Linked DNA regions of Mus musculus: region 2 is linked to region 1. The links are chromatin contacts, called in public promoter capture Hi-C maps. All regions are on one chromosome and are shown on one strand. The core of a region is the stretch at or near the end of the contact, and the rest is flanking DNA. Distances in the headings are between cores, read along the strand shown.

Region 1 (3,514 bases), core at 521-3,020:
TTTTAGGTCCATCGCATCCCTATAAGTTAGATGGAAGCCCCTCCCTCAGCCCCAACCTTCCCTTTACCTGGCAGCTTCTCCCAAGAGCCTCCTGTCCATCTGTCTTGGGAAGGAGCCATTTTGGATAATCTAAAGAGGAGGCAGGCTATGAGAGACCATAAACAACTTGTAGAGGAACCCAAGTCCTGGTAGGGAAGATGAGAAGTGTTTAGATACTATCTGGTCAGATCCAGGACTTGAGCACACACACAACTACACAGCCTGCTGCAGGACCCACAGTTAGACTCCCAGAAACTTCTACATAAGCAAAGTTAAAGGCCACAGGTGGTGGTGGTGCACGCCTTTAATCCCAGCCCTTGGAGGCAGAGGCAGGCGGATTTCTGAGTGCAAGGCCAGCCTGGTCTACAAAGTTAGTTCCGGGACAGCCACCGGGACTATACAGAGAAACCCTGTCTCAAATCCCCCCCCCCAAAAAAAAAGCCCACAGGCACAACAGATTGCTTAGGTAGATCTGCGTGTGTGTCCCCTCTCTACTCTATACAAAACTCTGGTAATTAGTTCGTGGGAGACTATAAACCCCAAGCAGGCTTATAACTGCTGTGTTCACGGGCAAACTCAAAAGGGACATAAGTGCCTTCCTAGATCTGACCAAATCTCGAGAATGAACAGATTGTGAGTTCCATGACAGCAGAAAGCAGTATATAAGAAGGTAGTTCTGGGAAAGGGCTGTGGTTGAGCCGTGGGGTAGAGAGAGGCCCAACTGAAGGGAGTGTGCTGGCTGCTGTCTTTTTCAGTGATTATAAATTAATAAGGTGGCTTCTCACACCAGTTGATCTTGTGCGCGGCTTTGACATGGATGCGCCTGCTCTTTGGAGACTGGATGTCAATAAACAAGCAAGTTTCCTGGCCGGAAAATGGTGAGAACTCGGGGCACAGAGTGGAATCCGGAGCCTGCCTCTCCAGACCAGGGCCTTTTGCAGAGCACCTGCGAAGCAACAGCAGTCCTCTGGCAATCAGTATTGTCTGGTTTGATAGAGGGTTGGCAGCTTGCTCAAGGTAAGCAAATGTGGCAGCCTGTTCCATTTGCTAGGCACCACTGCCAATCTGGAGCAATGAGTTTCACGTGGGTATGCATTTCCTTAAGTCATTCTCTCCATTTTGCAGAGGAGGAAACTGAGGCTCAACAAAGCATCTTTTGGCAGATACTGCAATCCAGGCACCTGAAGTAGGTAGGCTCTGTGGCACAACTAACCAGGTAGGGCTGATCAAATCAGTGGTGGAGAATTCGGGGAGAAAGGGCTCCCCAGCCTTGCAATTCCAAGGAGTGGGCCCCAGGCTTTACTCAGCTGTGCCCACAGTCTCTAGCGGCGCTACTGCAAAGGGAACGGAATTTGCTCTTGACGTCTCTCTAGGGGGAACGCAGGCGCAGAAGGCCAGGGGCCTGGCGGGCTAACTGCAGCCCCAGCCCCCCAAAGCGCCCCAGGCCTTTTGGCTTCGTTCCAAGCCTAGCCCGAAGGGGAGGACATCTGCTTCCTCCAAGTGTCCCAACTGAAGGGCAGAGAGGCGAAGGAGAAGGGGACTCCTTTGCCGAGCCCCACTCCCAGGGGTTCGTGAGGATCAATCATCAGAAAACTAGAGCCACTTGTAATCTTATTCCCTGGTAGGAGGAGTCTGAGTAGTCGGCACGCGGGAGGGAGGAGATGGGACCAGGGCGGGGGAGGGCGGCCAGGGGAGCCGCTCAGGGAGGGGAGGGACTTGGCTAGGTTTCTCAAGCCTTCTTCACTCTCCAAACTTTCACCAAACTCTTAGCCCCCGCCTCCCCGAAACCAAAACACAACAAGCTCTGGAGGAGCGGCAGGCAACGCGGCGGGGCGGGAGGACTGGCGGCTGCAGAGAGCCTCGGGAGGCTGATGCAACTTTCCCTTTAAGAAAGCCACCTGGGCGCACCGCGGTGCGGACCCAGCACGCCTGGGCCGGGGGCAGCAGTATGGTAAGAGAGCTGGGGGAAGGGGGCTTTGCGGCCCGAGCCTAGGTCTGTCCAGCCGTCGTTCTGGGCGTTTCTGTGACTCTGGGAGGCTGAGCCCCAGGATGTGTATGGATGTGTGTGTGGTGCGTGGATGAGATAGCGTTTGCTTGCGGGTATCTGTGGCTAAGAGTGTGAGTGCTCGCACTGGGATGTCTGTCTCGCCGCGAAGGTCTGGGTAGGTGCGTGTGTCTGTGTGTCATCGTTGTCACCAAGGAACTAAAGCAGACGGGAGGGAGGGTGATTTCGGAATGGAGGGGGTGCGTTGCGTGCCGACGCCGGCTCGGTCGGAGGTGGTTGGTACGGGGCTGTGCGCGCAGCGCCGGAACCGAAGAGCGTCTTCGGTCTTTCTGGGGCGCCAGTGGGTCTGCCGCGGCCGGGAGCCGGCAGCGGGGTCTGTGCCCCGCGTGCAGCCTCTCGCCCCACCTCCTCTCCCAGCCGTGCTGGCTATCTATCTGGGCGCCGCAGCCGGCGGCCTTCCTAATCTGCCCGCCCACTCGCCCGCCGGGTGCCGGTTCCCGCGCGCCCGCGGTTCCTGGGAAGCAGCGAGGAAGAACCCCAGCGCCCTCCGGTTCTCTTTTGTCCGCGGCTCGCGTGGCTGCAGCGTTGAGAAGGGATTGCGGGGCGGAGAGTGGTTTTGGGGGACTGCTACTCTGGGGGGAAAAAATCCACGCCCTGCCACTCGAGCCTTCACTCTAGCCTTCCTTCTGGGCATGCTTGCGGCGAGTGCGGGCGGCCACAGGTGAGGCCTGGTTTCCCGCAGCTCCCGAGCGCCTGCTCCCAGCCTGTACCCCGCAGCAGGCAGCCACACACGGGCCGGAGCTGAGGCCAGCGAGCCGGGAGGGGGCTTGCCCGCAGACCCGGGAGGGGCCGAGGACGGGCGGGGGCGGGGCAAGGGGGCGGAGACCTCGGCACCCGGGTACTTTTCCACCGCGGGGGGCGGGGCGGCATCCTCCACGCCAGCTGAGAGGCGCACACGTGGTGGCTGATGTAACGCCCGCCCCCCAACACACCTTGCACACTGATTAAAGCGAACCGGTCTCGTTTCGAGGAAGTGGGCACTCCGGGCGGTGCCATGACTCCAAAAGTGACCGCGCCCCACACTGCCAGCCCGTCCCGGGCCTTCAAGTCCGGCCGGGCAGCTACTTAAAGGGGCCGCACCCCCTCTCGGGTCTGTTTTCCATAGGCCACGCCCCTCGCTAGTCACTCTTAAAGGAGCCGCGTACCCACCTAGCACTCTATGATAGCTCCCTCACAAAGCCTGTTCTACTTTTTTTCCTTTTTTTCTTGTTTTTTGGTTTTGTATTTTGAGACAGAATTTCTCTGCGTAGCCCTGGCTATCCTGAAACTTGCTCTATACACCAGGCTGGCCTTGAATTCAGAGATCTGCCTGCCTCTGCCTCCCAAGAGCTGGGTCTAAAGGTGTGTGCCACCACTGACTGGTTTCTGTTCTATTTTTTAAATGAAGCAAGTCTGAGGCTATGACTGTTA
Region 2 (3,146 bases), core at 29-2,528, 140 kb after region 1:
CAGGGAGTCTGGATTGGTGGCAAGCACCTTTACCTGCTGAGCCATCTCACCAGCCCAATCTGAAATACTATCTAAGGCTCAGAACATCAAGCCCATGCTTAGAGGCCAACAGGAGAGTCGACTGAGCCATATTATCATGAGTGATGGGTTATGTGTGGGCACTGTCGGTCTTCCTGCCACTCCCAGCCCCTTCTATCTGCACAGAGAAGCACCTTTGTAATATGAGCTTGTTAGTTAGATTAGAACACGGATCAACTTCAGCTCTGTGAGTGTGCCCGTTGGATGCCCCGCCTCTTAGCCACTTCTATAACCATGCTGTAAAGCATAGAAAGCACAAGAAGGCAGAGCCTTGCAGTGAGGGCTCAGACGGCAGATCATAGCACATTTGTCTATTAGACTCAGCTGTAGGCTTCGCCCCAACCCTAGCCTGATAATGAGACTCATCTCGGAGGGGGAAAGCCAGACTCACGGAACCACCTTTCCAGAACCTACAGGGAGAAGAATGGGCACACAAAACAGAGGGACACACGTTTTCTAAGACTTACCTGGTCTTGCTTAGTACAGAATTGCTGTAACCTCACCATAAAGGACCCTGCACAGTAAGATCCTGGGATATGTCTAAGCAAGGATGATAAATGCTTCCTAGATGCCTGGTTGGCCTTCCGCCTCACTGCCCTCCCCCATGGGAAAGCAAGAGTCTAAGGAAAACGGATGCCAAATCTTCTGGCTAGGTGGGCATGTACCCTGAGAAAGCTCAGAGGTAAAGAGATGGATGGACAGACGGACTGATGGATGGACAGACGGACCCCCAAGTGTGGTTCCACACCGAGCTCCTTTCTCCCAGCTTACTCAGGACTAGCTGAAACGGCAGAATGCATCTCTGCCCCCTGATCCTAGGTTGTGGACCTAGACCTAGCTGAGAGTATAAAGTAAACTAGTCCTGGTCTTTCTTTCAGAAGCTAATGGTAGAGACAAGGAACCAATCATGGGGAAGAAATCTCCAGAGCCCGTATTTTGGACACAAAGGTGATAGATGGAATCGGGCACAGAGGAAAGATTCTTGAAAGGAGATGATGACTAAACCGGGCTGGGCTCTGAGTAACAAGCACTCATGGACCTGGCAGAGAACTGCTGGGGGAGGGCATCTGAACAGCAGGGTACTATAGAAAACTCCCTGGGGGCGGGGGATGGAAACCATAGCAAGCATTCCTTCCTTCAAGGTGAGGCTGGACAGAATGAGGCAGTGTCTACATAAGGAGAAGGTTTAGCCTGAGCCCTGTTCTCAGGGACTCTGCCCTTTGGTCCTACCCAGGTAAGTAAAGTCGTGCAAAAGGAAAGAAGGAAGGAAGGGAGGGAAGGAGGGAGGAGAAAGTGTTTTCTGACTGGGCATAGTGAAGCTGTGGAAGGGCAAAAACTGCACACAGGGAAAGGCCAGGCAGGGCGCTGGTCAGCACTGCAGGGCTGGCCTGATCCCCGAGCCTATGTCAGTATGTTTCAAGCTGCATAGTGACTGGAAACTCCAGGTGCCCAGTTCAAGTTCTCTCTTACTCATGCTCTGCAGGGGGTGCTTGCACTTCAGCCCCCTTTGTTGTAATGACATTCTGCTTTTCATTCCAGAGGGCCCTAGATGAGGACACACACATGCATGCACATATGCACACATGCACGTGAGTGCGTCTACACACACAAAACACACACACACACACACACACACACACACACACACACACCACACACACACACACACACACACTAAAAGAATGGAAGACTGGAGCTGGCTCAGCAGTTAGGAGCTCTTGTTGTCCTTGCAGAGGACTTTGGTTTGGTTCTCAGTACCCACACAACAACTTACAAACACCTACAGCTCCAGTTCCAAGGGATCGGATGCCTCTTTGGAGCTCTCAGGGCACTAAGCACAGGCACACACACTAGGCACATAATGCACATGAAGTCAAAGCACTCATCCACATAAGATAAAATTAGCTAAGAAATTATAAAAAAGATTATAGGCATTTGGACACTGGGGTAGGCAGGGGGTTTCTTTTACACTATGAAGATCACCAAGCCTAGAAGAGGGGTTAGACAAACTGCAGCCTCTAAGCTAGCTGTCTCTTCCCATAAATAAAGTTTTACTGGAACACGGACACACCCATTTGTTTCTATAATATGCTGTGGCTACTTTCATGCTTCAACAGTGGAGCTAAACAGTTGTGGCAGAGACTATCTAACCCCAGTACAGCCTGGGCCACAGCCAAACAGAGCTGCCATGTGACCCTTTTGGAAATAAAGCTGGCCAATCCAGGCTTAGAAGGGCTACAGCCATCTTGCAGCTACATGGACAAAACTGGCATCTGAGGATGCTCAGAAGAAAGCAGAAACAAGCTGCAGGTTTGGGTGGGTCCAGAACTGGGCTCAGTCACATTTCCTTTTTGCTTGGATGAGTCTGGTATGCATGTTCACAATCTATCTCCTTTTGACCTCTCTAGTCCCCACAAACCCTGTCTTCCTTCCCTTCCTTCTCCCTGGCTCTGACCTATTCTATAACTATGCAATTATACTTTCTAGGATCCACTCACTGCACTCTAAACACCTCATGCCTGCTCGTGTCTGTTCTTTTCACCCAGAAGTCTCTTCCTGCCTCACTGCCATGAGCTTCTGCTCATTCTCTAAGGCCTGCCTACAGCATGTCTACCTCCCTGACAGCTTCCTTAGGGCTGACCCCTCTGGTCCACCACTATTTTCTGTGCACACTATGGTCTTATATGGTCCACTTTGTCTTTTGAGAGAGGCTGTCTTATTGGCCAGAAACTTGCCAAGTAGGCTAGACTGCCCGGCCAGTGAACTCCAGGGATCTGCCTACCTCTGGCTCCCCCACACTGGAATCACAAATATGTACCACCATACTTGGCTTTGTTTGTTTGTTTGTTTTTGAGACAGGGTTTCTCTGTGTAGCCCTGGCTGTCCTGGTCCATTATGTAGACCAGGTTGGCCTTGAACTCAGAGACCTGCCTGCCCATGCCTCGGGAGTGCTGGGACTAAAGGTGTGTGCCACCACCATACCTGGCTCACACTTGGCTTTTTGATGTATATTCTGGCGATTAACTCACGAGGCAAGCCCTTTGCAGACTGAGTTCTAACCCCTCATG

What was found. Capture Hi-C pulls out chosen DNA fragments and counts their contacts.
Region 2: a contact with region 1 is called in a promoter capture Hi-C map of adipose tissue, with 2.7 times the contacts expected there. The contact joins the promoter of 9530034E10Rik here to the promoter of Slc6a9 in region 1. A contact is called at or near these places in 1 of 39 promoter capture datasets (cranial neural crest), 1 of 484 Hi-C or Micro-C datasets (the HL-1 cell line), 1 of 115 datasets of contacts at active chromatin or transcription factors (pancreatic cancer cells) and 2 of 9 other capture datasets (adipose tissue and pancreatic islet).

The regions. Positions count from the first base shown.
Region 1 is chr4:117,833,488-117,837,001 of GRCm38.p6, forward strand. Slc6a9 (solute carrier family 6 (neurotransmitter transporter, glycine), member 9) reads left to right here and starts at 1,771. Exons shown (of 14, transcript NM_008135.4): 1 at 1,771-1,990.
Region 2 is chr4:117,973,756-117,976,901 of GRCm38.p6, forward strand. It overlaps 9530034E10Rik (RIKEN cDNA 9530034E10 gene), which reads left to right and starts at 1,279. Exons shown (of 3, transcript NR_166452.1): 1 at 1,279-1,312. The region is part of intron 5 of St3gal3 (ST3 beta-galactoside alpha-2,3-sialyltransferase 3); the gene reads right to left.